2 separate regions of the Sus scrofa genome follow, and region 2 is linked to region 1. The links are chromatin contacts, called in public Hi-C maps. All regions are on one chromosome and are shown on one strand. Each heading gives the region's core, a stretch centred on a gene start, on an enhancer-like site or on the middle of the called end of the contact. The rest is flanking DNA. Distances are from core to core; before and after follow the strand shown.

Region 1 (5,077 bases), core at 2,453-4,952:
TCCTGACTGTACTGTCATTAGTTAACCATGGGAGAAAACCAAGGTGCACGATAATTATTCATGATACCTTGGATTTACACAAACTCACTCTGGGTGAACTTGAGGCAGATCATTCATATTAGCTCATCTTTCCTACCAGAGCTGGGTTAAGAGACCTAGATTCTATTCTTGGTCCTCTAAGAACCTTCTTGGGGAAATGTACTTAGCCACGGAGGGTTGCAGTTCCCAGCTGTGAAACAGGAATAACAATATGAGGATACTTGCTTCCCCTTCTCCTTGTCCCAAACCTTTAGAACATAAAATAGCTTTAAAAGATCGGCAGCAACATCGGAAAGTGAAGAAGGAGGGTGTCTTATCTTTATGTCCATTAATGGAAAGGCAAGAGACAGTATAGGAATTTGACTGGAAACCCGGACGGGTCAGAATTATAATCCCATCTCTTCTTGATGATGGGTCATGGCCCTGGCTACCTCTCGCCTTTAATGGGAGAAAGAACTGTATAGTACAGTATAGCATACTGGAAAGTACTCAGAGATCCAGGGGTGGAGAACATGATGAAAGGGGCCCCATCTTCTAAAGAGCATGACTTTGGTCAGCAAAGGTGCTTCTAGGCACTATGATGTCGTGAGATAAGAACACGCTTGGCTTCCAAAGCCTTCCCCTTCCCCTCTCTCTCTCCTTTCTCTTACGGCCTCCAGGCTTTGCAGTAGTTACTCTGAAAGACAGGCAAACTCGAGACCTAGTTCCTAGCCAATATCCTTGGTCACCTACACTCAGCCCAGCAATCTCAATCTCCCAAAGTCCCTGGGATGGAAATATGCCTCTGCTTGCTAGCCTAAACCTGGTGACTGAATAGTAGGGAATCTAGACCAAAACAGAACTTTGCTTTTAGATGATACACATCATCCAGGAGTAACGATCTTTATAATGTGGGGTTCATTTCTCTTAGTGCACAGGTAATGGGGATCTCAGCTTTTAGAAGGACCTTGGTGTTTTCTCTCTCTGTCTCTTATTTTACCCACTATTAAACAGGAATGAAAGATTTTCTCTTTTACCTTCCTAGGTCGGAAAGGCTGCTGAATTGTACTTCCTAAAGATTGGTTGAGTCAGGCTTCAAGGCACTGGATGGTAGATTACCTTTCAGAGAATTTCACAAACCATATGAGTCCATCAGCTAAACTACAGCCCTTCTAGGGAGTTAAGCTAGAAGCCAGAAAAAGTCTTCTGAAATTCACCTGATGAGGCATAAAGAAGGGAGCAGAATTATTTTACATATTCATATCAAAACATATTATTAAATATATGTACTGAAAGATTATCTTGCCATTGATTTCCCCTAAAAGGCCAAAGGAAAGCAAAAAAGAAAAAAAAAATTTTTCATGAGGCCAAAATCTAAGTAGTTGGCTTGACATTCCTCAGCCTGAGATACTTGGAGCTGGTGTGGGTTTGAGGTATAAAATCTGCAAGAATACTCCTTTTGAGACCACTTGAACTACAGATTGCCTGTACCAGACACTGCTCCCGAGTGGGTCAAAGTCTCATTGCTTTAGGAAAGGGGCATTGCTAACCAAACTTGTAACGCAGCTTCCTCTTCCTCGTCTTCCTAGGAAGAACAGCAAGGAGTATTTTTGTCACTTGATGAGGGACTCTTGCCAAGAAAAGTTAGTTCATGTCTAAAGCACATTTAGAGTTTATGGGCTGGAGGAGACAGACTCTTACCATCCGGCTTTCTCATGAGGGGTACACCAGCCCCGAAGGATGCATCTTTAGAAACTGTGTTCTGAGCTGATATAATTGGAATTACTCCAGCCTAGTGAAGACCATCCCATATTTGGGACCGAATTCAGTGGTGGTGTCTAAGCTCAGGACATGCATGTCAAAGGACAGATTGCATGCCATCCTATTCCCCTTGCCTCGGATGAGGACCAGCATAGAAGCTGGCCCACCTGGGACACCACTTCTACCTACTTCACTAGTCTTTCCTGAGGCAAAAGAAGGAATTATCTTTTTATTAGAAGATGTTATGAAACCCTGGAGCCTTTAGGTCAAATGGTCGTGGACTACTTCTAGCTTCTCAACCTCCTTTTCTGAAATGAGGGCATCTGAGCTGGGTTGCTTATCTCAGATCTGGACTTTCCCATACCCTCTAGAGTGTAAGAGCCCTCTCTCCCTGCACATAGCTCAGAACAGTTCATGGCCATGTTACCCTGGATATGTAATCACTTGATGTTACCTCCTAATCCCCAGAGCAGTGAGATTTCAGAGTTCTTCTGGCTTCAAACAGAAATGAAACACCTTTGGAACTCTTAGAATGGACAAAACAAACCAATTGGCTATTTTTCAGAAACACAAAACATGAGTATAGGTGGGACCTTCACCCGGTATAGTCATGGACAATGGGCTGCAATTGACCATTTATTAAATGCTACTTTTATGTGGCATTTTACTGAGTATTATTTCAAGGGTTATTTTGACATGAATCCCACTCTCTCCAAAAGTTACTATCAAGATCCCACTTACATTAGTGTAAAAGTTAATTTCAAATCTCCTTGGTGAGCTCCTGCCATGTGCCAGGCGCTGTGCTGGGTACTGGGAATAGAAAAGTTACCACAACAAAGCCTTTGTCTTCATTCGCCTTAGAGTTTGGAGGTGGAGACAGCATAATATTTAATTAGGGCCAGTACCACAGCATCTTCTATCCTCTCACTAAGGAAGTCACACCACTTACTATAAGGCCTGACATATCGTCAAGGACTCAGTAAATATTTATTGGATAAAATGAATTTAGGTGAAAAAAAGGAATAAATGCTGAGCGAAAGTATAGGGTGCTATGCAAAATACAAAGAAGGAGAAACTTGACTAGTTGGCGAGGACTCACTACAGAAAGTATCGTTTACACTGAGCCAAGCAATGAAAGAAAAGAATGATGAAAACACCAGGCTTATGGTGTCAGACCTACATTCAAATCCTAGCTGTGTCACTCATGAGCCTGGCAAGTCTAGCTACTCCAAACCTCATTCTTTGCATCCATAAAATACTGAGGGCCGCAGTATTAGTATTAGGGCCACACCCGAGGCATATGGAGGTTCCCAGGCTAGGGATCTAATTGGAGCTGTAGCTGCCAGCCTACACCACAGCCACAGCAATGTGGGATCTGAGCTGTGACCTATACACCACAGCTCATGGCAATGTCGGATCCTTAACCCACTGAGCAAGGCCAGGCATCAAACCCTTGTCCTCATGGATACAAGTCAGGTTCATTAACACTTGAGCCACAACAGGAACTCCTGGCTTCAGCTCTTTTTAGGTGCGTTTTCAGGAAGTGCCCTGCGATGACCAGGATCGCTGGCTGTGTAAACGTGGATAGAAAAGGGTGGTACTGGGGGAGACACCAGCGGCAGCTTTTGAATTTTCAATCCAAGACATGAGATAGGACTATATTTTGATATGGAAAAAAAATGTCCAATGAGAGGGCCCCCCAAAAAGGACATGGTGGTGGCCAGAGGAGAGAGAAACTAGGACATAAAAAGATTTTAGGCACAAAACTTGAGGGCAGAGAGAACTAGAGGTGTTTAAAAAACAATGATGGGGGAGGGAAAGCCATTGATTGGGCCTTTGAAACCCCGCCAAGAACCAAGAGCTGGGGCAGTGGCAGAGGGGAAGGCCAGGTAGGGCAATTCAAGCGGAAATCTGGCTCCCTCCAGCTCAGCATGGAGCAGGCCTAGAGAATTTGCTGCAGTGGGAGGTGGGGCCAGTCTGGCACAGTCTGTGGGTTTGAAAGGAGCTGGGCGGGTTGGAGAATGCCAGTCAGCTTTTGTCGTTCTGAGCTCAGAGAGGGGGTGACAAATACTGGGCTTCAGGTCAGAAGCCTGGCTTGGGTGGCTTTTGGAGAAAATTTCCCTCTGCTCCCAAACTCTGAACATGCAGTCCTCACACCACAGGCCTCCGATCACAGCTTCAGCACCTGTCTCAGAGGCCATTCTCCAGGAAGGGTTTCAGCAGTGGTACCTATTGGCTGTCTTACGGCGCCCCTTTCCTTTCCTATGCCCTAGAGACCATGAACTGGGCTGAGTACAGCATCTTTGCATACCTTCCCTCACCACCCCCCATGCTTCACATCTCCCAGACTCCTGGGGTTAATCCCCAAGACAACCTTGCTTTGAAAGAAAAAATGTGGTGAGCCTACTTGAAGATTTGGAGCCCAGAAGTCTCTTGTCTGTCCTGCCTCAGCCAGACCCCAGACACCAGGCTCAAGGAGGTGGACGTTCACAGAGAAAGCAGCAGTAAGTTCTTGCTGTTGTTTGTTTTCAAGGCTTGGTTGCTCTTCAGAATTAGAACCCCCGAAAGCATAGGTCTTTCTTTTTCTTTTTTTTTTTTTTTTCCTTTTCTTTCCCCTCTCTTTTTTTCCTCAGCAAAAATTTATAATATATCTCCTTCCCCTCCTGGGGGTGAGTCATAAAAGCAATTGAATTAGAAAGCACTCCTTCGTCGCCTCTCATAGCCTGCGTTAAAGATATCTGAAGTTGATCTGTGTGCGCCTCTTCTCCACATGGTCATATTTGAACTGTGTCTGCATTTGTGAAAATAAATTGTACTGATGGTGGTTCTCCAGAATAAACACTAAATAACTGGCTGATTGATTGTAATTATGATGAATTTGTCCCAGGACTGGCAGGGACGTCTTCGTTGGGGAGTTTTGTGCCTATTTGCTGCTCATCAAAGGCAAGGATAGACAGACTTCGGAACAAGGGTGTGGTCTCGCTGATTCAGCTTCCTTCCCAGCCCATCTCGACTCCCGCCTTCTGCTCCTCCTCCTCTCACCCCACTCCTCTGATCCATCCTGAGGCGGCTGTCAGGGCAACAGCATCTACCTGTCTTTTTTCTCACTGCCTGTGTTAGACTCGGTCAGGTCAGAGACCACTCCCCGTAATCAAACTCATCACATTTGTGATCTCAGCATATTTTCCATCCAATCAAAATCTCCCTCAGCTTCCCCTACCCTGGGATTATTAGTCAACAAAGTAATAACAATAATAATACTGCATTTAGAAGCTCCTTAGCATATTTCATCTCTGAA
Region 2 (5,558 bases), core at 637-3,136, 75 kb before region 1:
ATTTATTAGTGAAGATGATCTGTATTTTAATGTTGCTTTTTTTTTTTTTTTTTTTTAATCGTGGAGTTCCCATTGTGGCTCAGTAGGTTAAGAACCTGACTAGTATCCATGAGGTTTCCAGTTCAATCCCTGGCCTTGCTCACTGTGTTAAGGATCTAATGTTGCTGCAAGATGCAGCATCGGTCACAGATGCGGCTTGTATCCAGCGTTGCTATGGCGTAGGCCGGCAGCTGCAGCTCCTATTCAACCCCTAGCCCAGGAACTTCCATATGCCGCAGATGCAGCCATAAAAAAAGTTTTAGAAAAAGACATTGTAAACTTGAAAATGAACAATACTGATGATTTCTCTGATTTCGTTTTCTTAATATCTCTTCAGCCAAAATGCCCACCACTAAGTAGGCATCAGAATCACCCAGAGGACTTGTTAAATCATGGACAGCTGAATACTATCTTCAGCATTTCTAATGAAGTAGATTTGGGTGGGATGGGTCCCAAGAATTCCCAATTATGACAAGTTTCCTGGTGTTGCTAAAGCTGCGGGTCCAAGGACCACACACTGAGAACACTGTTACCTGATCTCCCTTACGATTGCCAAAGCGAGTAAAAATAAATATTCCGTGGGATTAGCATATACACACTGCTCCTCTTTTTTGAGACTACTTTAATAAAATGAGACTTAGCTAAGCCATCAATGGCGCAAATCACAGACAGACCTCAAGGGTGTCTGTATAGCGCTATGATGAATACTGGGGGAAGGAAAGTCATAAAGAAGAATGAAATAATGCCATTTATAGCAACACGGATGGACCTAGAGATTACCATACTAAGTGAAGCCAGTCAGATAAAGACAAATATCATGTATATCACATACACATGGAATCTAATAAAGATGATACAAAAAAGAACTTATTTACAAAACAGAAGCAGACTCACAGATTTTTGAAATCAAACTTAGTTACCAAAGGGGAAAGGATGAATTAGTTTGGGATTAACATATACACACTACTGTGTATAAAACAGACAATCTACAAGGACCTACTGTATAGTGCAGGACAATCTACACAATATTTTACAATAACCTATATGGGAAAAGAATCTGAGGAAGAATGGATATATGTATAAGTGATTCACTTTGCTATAACCCCAAAATTGACACATTGTTAAGCCAACTATAATCCAATAAAATTAAAAGAAAGAAAGCCAGATAGTTCTTTAAAAAGTTAAACTTCCAGCGCCTTCTTGACTTTGTAGAACACATGACTGTGGCCTTTTCCAAACTCCTCCTCATGTCCTCTGTATACTGACTGAATCTTTAAAAGCAATAGAAGATATGTTTCCATTTTTTTCCCCAGGGTGTGATTTTTGGTTCCATATTCTCTTTCCCAGAAAATGGACCACATATTCAAGTGTCTTCTCCTCTTGCTTTAGGGAATAATTGGATCATAGACAATAATTCTGTATCAGGCCTTTTTAAGTTGAGCCCTTATTTCCTATAAGCACAAAGTTATCAATTCATTTTTTTCCCCCGGAAGCCTATTTCATTCAATTTAATATAATTCTACACACATTGAGTGACTTCATATGCCAAGCATTATTCTAGGCCTTTAGGGAAAGACATGACCCAGATATACTCAAATTCCTGCCCTCGCAGAGCCTACATTCTAGCAGAGACAGTAAACATAATACATGAAGCAATATGTTATATTCCTTGTAGTAGATGCTGTGGAAAGGAGGAAAATAAAGCAGGGTAATGAGGTTCACAACTTTAGGGGCCTGCAGGGGAGGGTTTTGTTTGTTCTTGCAATTGTAAATAAGGCTGCTGTTTGAGCAGAGACCTGAGACAGATAGGGCTTTAAGCATGTATCAGGAGGTGTGTCACAGGCAGAGAGGACAGCCTGTGCAAAGGCCAAAGGGCAGGAACATGCCTCGTGTATTTAAAGAGCAAAGAGGACAATAGGACCGCAGCAAAATGTGTGAAAGGGGGAGGAGTAGTATATTGGAGAGGCACATAGAGGCAAGATCAAGACCGTGTCAACCTCAGAAGGGATTGGTTTTATTCTTTGTTGACCGTGTCAACCAAAGAAGGGATTGGTTTTATTCTTTTTTGCTTTTTAGGGCTGCACCTGCAGCATATGGAAGTTCCCAGGCTAGGGGTTGAATCGGAGCTGCAGCTGCCAGCCTACACCACAGCCACAGCAACACAGGATTCAAGCCATGTCTGCAGTCTACACCATGGTTCATAGCAACACTGGATCCTTAACCCACTGAGCAAAGCCAGGGATTGAACCTGCATCCTCAGAGATTGTAGCTGGGGTCAAAACCACTGAGCCACAATGGGAACTATAAGAGAATGGTTTTAATCTGAGTGAAATGGGAGTTATGGCAAAATATTGGCTTTCTAAAAAAAAATACCTCTTTGGATGTTGTGTTTAGAATATACTGAGTAGGGCCAGGACAGAAGTTAAGAGGCTAGTTTGAGATTGTGCTGGTAGCCCAAGCAAGTGATGATGTAGTTTGGACCATGGGTTGATCAGTAGAGGTGGTGAGAAGTAGTTCAGTGCTGCATATACCTTGAAAGTAAAGTTCAATAGGAGTTCATGATAGATTGGATAAAGAATGCTAAAGAAAAAGGACTCAAGGTTTTGGTGTGAGAAGCTACAAAGATGAGATTGCTGTCGTTTGAGATGTGAAAGGCTATAGGAAGAGTAAGCTTGTGAGGAATATTGGACATACCGAGTTTGAGATGACTGTTAGACCCTTGATGGGAGATGTAGGGTCATTGCTGATCATCCATAGGTAGGACTTATGAGAATCTGTTGGATATATCTGAGCCTAAAAGATGGTGTCATCAGCATATGGATAGTGAAAGTTGTAAGGCTGAAGGAGATGATCAAGTGAGTAAGTTTGGATAAAGTAGAAAGAGAAACTGAACTCAACCCTGGGGGTTTCCAGCACTAAGAGGTCAAGAAGTAGAGGAAACTGTCAAGGAGAGGCCAAGACGGAGTGACCATCCAAGTAGGAGAAAAACTAGGAGGGTGCAGTGTCTTCAGAACCCAGAAACAGGAGTTCCCATTGTGGCTCAGCAGGTTTAGGCCCCCACCTAGTACCATCAATGTGGCTTTAGTGGGTTAAGGATCCAGTGTTACTACAGACTGCAGGGTAGGTCACAGAATCAGCTCAGGTCCTGCATTGCTGTGGCTGTGTGTAGGCTGGCAGCTGTAGCTTGGATTCATCCCCTAGCCTGGGAACTTCCATATGCTGCATGTGCGGCCCTAAAAAGAAAAAAAAAAAAAGATTTTAACCAAAAAAAAGAAAAAAAAATTAAAACCCTCAAGAGTCAGATGGGAAGGGGAAAATAGTGTCAAATGCTGCTGATTGATTAAGAGGAAAACTGAAAATTTTCTATTGAATTTCACAACTAGAGATCATTGGTAACTCTAATAAGAATATATCTGGGGGGTGGTCGATGGTTAAAGTCTGATCAGAATAGCTTAAGATAGAATGATAGTAGAAGAAAGAGCGAGGAAAGACAACTCTCGAAGTTTCTGCAAAAGGAAGCAAAGAAATGAGAAGGAAACAGGTGACAAAACTGGGGTCCCGGTAAGCGTGTGTTGGCAGTGGTGGTGTTTGTGTTTGTCTGGGGTTCGAGAAATAGCAATAGGGTTGTCTGCTGATGGACGTGATCCAGTCAAGAGGGACAGGCAGATTAATGTTTTAGGAAGGATAGGGAAGATCCCACAAGCAATTTCATTGGGTCAGCAAATAGTGACAACATCTAGTATCCAGGTGGAGTTTTGGCATCAGGGAAATCAGATATTTTCCTTTATAGGAACAGGCGTGTTTGGGGTGGTAATGCCGCTGGGGATCGTAAGTGTAGCTTTGAGACCCTTTGTAAAATCCCTTTTGATTGTTTCAGTTTTCTCCGTGAGGGAAGCACCAACATTATCTCATCAAATATCAAAAATGATGCAGAAGAAAACAAAGCCCACATATATGTGTCTATATTTATTCAGAAACTAAAACAAAACCAAACACAATCTGAAAAGCATGCAGTAAATGTTTCATTTGAGGAGTTTTTCTAAATGAACTGAATTGACTGAGGTTTTTGAATAGAGATGTCATGTCTTTTCAAGTCGGGACGCTCCCTGGAAAATGCCTCTGTGGCAAGCACAGTCATTCTTTGTTGCTCTAGTAGCCTTCATGTTTATTAAAATTAGGGGTATTTGTATCGAAATTTTATTTGCCAATTCAATGTGCGTGAATGTCTATGGCATTTTTTTCAGTTGGTGAATGTGGGTAGAGTATTTCCATGAGAACTCTTCTCCGGTCATCTCTTGCTCTTCGACAGTACGGCTGATCTCTACCACCTTGTCAGAGTGGTCATTTTGACACTTTGTAGATACTGGCTACAGTTCTTAAGCAGCTTTCAGTAGGAGTTCTTGCCATTTTTATTTATGATTAGGTCATACACTCCATCAGAGATTGGAAACACCTATATGATTAAAAAAAGAGAGACAATCCAGTTGTGGCTCAGCAGTAATGAACCTGACTAGTATCCATGAGGATGCAGGTTCGATCCCTGGCCTCGCCAGTGGGCTAAAGATCTGGGGTTGCCATGAGCTGTGGTGTAGGTCATAGACGCAGGTTGAATCTGGCATTGCTGTGACTGTGGTGTAAGCTGGCAACTTCAGCTCTGATTTGACCCCTAGCCTGGGAACTTCCATATGCCCCAGGGGCAGCCCTAAAAAAAGAAAAGAAAAGGGGGGAGAGAGATAATGGGCCCCTTTAATCTCAACTCTGTTTCCTCTCAGGGGTAAAATAAAAATGTCACTTTCTAGAGGATTGAAACTGAATTTTTGTTTTTTGCTTGAATAAAGTTTGAAAAACTTAATTCAGAAGGTGTTCCATAATATTTCTCAATGATGAAAAATACATAAGATGGATGGTTATTGGGGTTCTTCATATTGGTGAGTAAGTGTGTTTAAAGCAAAAGAAAAATAACCATAATATTGAACTCATAGGGTTGTAGGGAAAATGAAATGAGATTGCCCATGTTAAGTGTTTATTATAGTAAACAGACCATGGTCCGTATCCAGTAAATTATTCTAGTAGGTATAAGGTGACGGGGTTCACAAGATACAAAAGGTACAACAGAATTGTCAACATTAGAGGATTATTCTTATTTATGGTTTTTCTTCTTGCAGGGGAAGGAGGGGAGAGGGTGGCAGAAGGTTCTGATAGCCCAACGTTGCTTTCTTGGAGAACTGTCAGTTAGCAGTAGACAATGTTGGGGCCCAGTAAACAAGAAACAACCATTCAGCTCTTATGTGCCGGGCACTATAGTAAGCATCTAATGTATACACTTTGGACCTTATGATCGACGTGCACAGTATGTTGTATTAACCCGATTGTATGGATGAAGGGACTGGGGAGAAATTACTACAGTGGGGAAACTCCACAAAATTTTAGGTAAATTAAGTCTGACCCCCGCCCCGCCATCTACAGATTTGCTCACAAAAAGAGTGAAATCCTCTCCAAGATCTCGATGCCCCAGACTT

What was found. A called contact is a pair of places that touch in the nucleus more often than the background predicts.
Region 2: a contact with region 1 is called in a Hi-C map of liver, with 2.8 times the contacts expected there. The contact joins two enhancer-like sites. A contact is called at or near these places in 15 of 47 Hi-C or Micro-C datasets (adipocytes, brain, embryonic fibroblasts and 9 more) and 1 of 2 datasets of contacts at active chromatin or transcription factors (skeletal muscle).

What each region holds. Positions count from the first base shown.
Region 1 is chr9:49,113,981-49,119,057 of Sscrofa11.1, reverse strand. It overlaps LOC106504205 (a long non-coding RNA gene), which reads left to right. Exons shown (of 2, transcript XR_002335697.1): 1 at 1-5,077. Among named protein-coding and RNA genes, the nearest start is that of MIR125B-1, 7.0 kb to the right of the region's middle. Within about 2 kb of position 3,702, at least 11 of the 83 cell types and tissues checked have an H3K27ac peak or open chromatin away from gene starts, as enhancers often do. A contact at or near this core is called in liver, where this site is marked.
Region 2 is chr9:49,186,344-49,191,901 of Sscrofa11.1, reverse strand. All of the region lies in intron 4 of LOC102164776, which reads left to right. Among named protein-coding and RNA genes, the nearest start is that of MIR100, 31 kb to the right of the region's middle. Within about 2 kb of position 1,886, at least 4 of the 83 cell types and tissues checked have an H3K27ac peak or open chromatin away from gene starts, as enhancers often do. A contact at or near this core is called in liver, where this site is marked.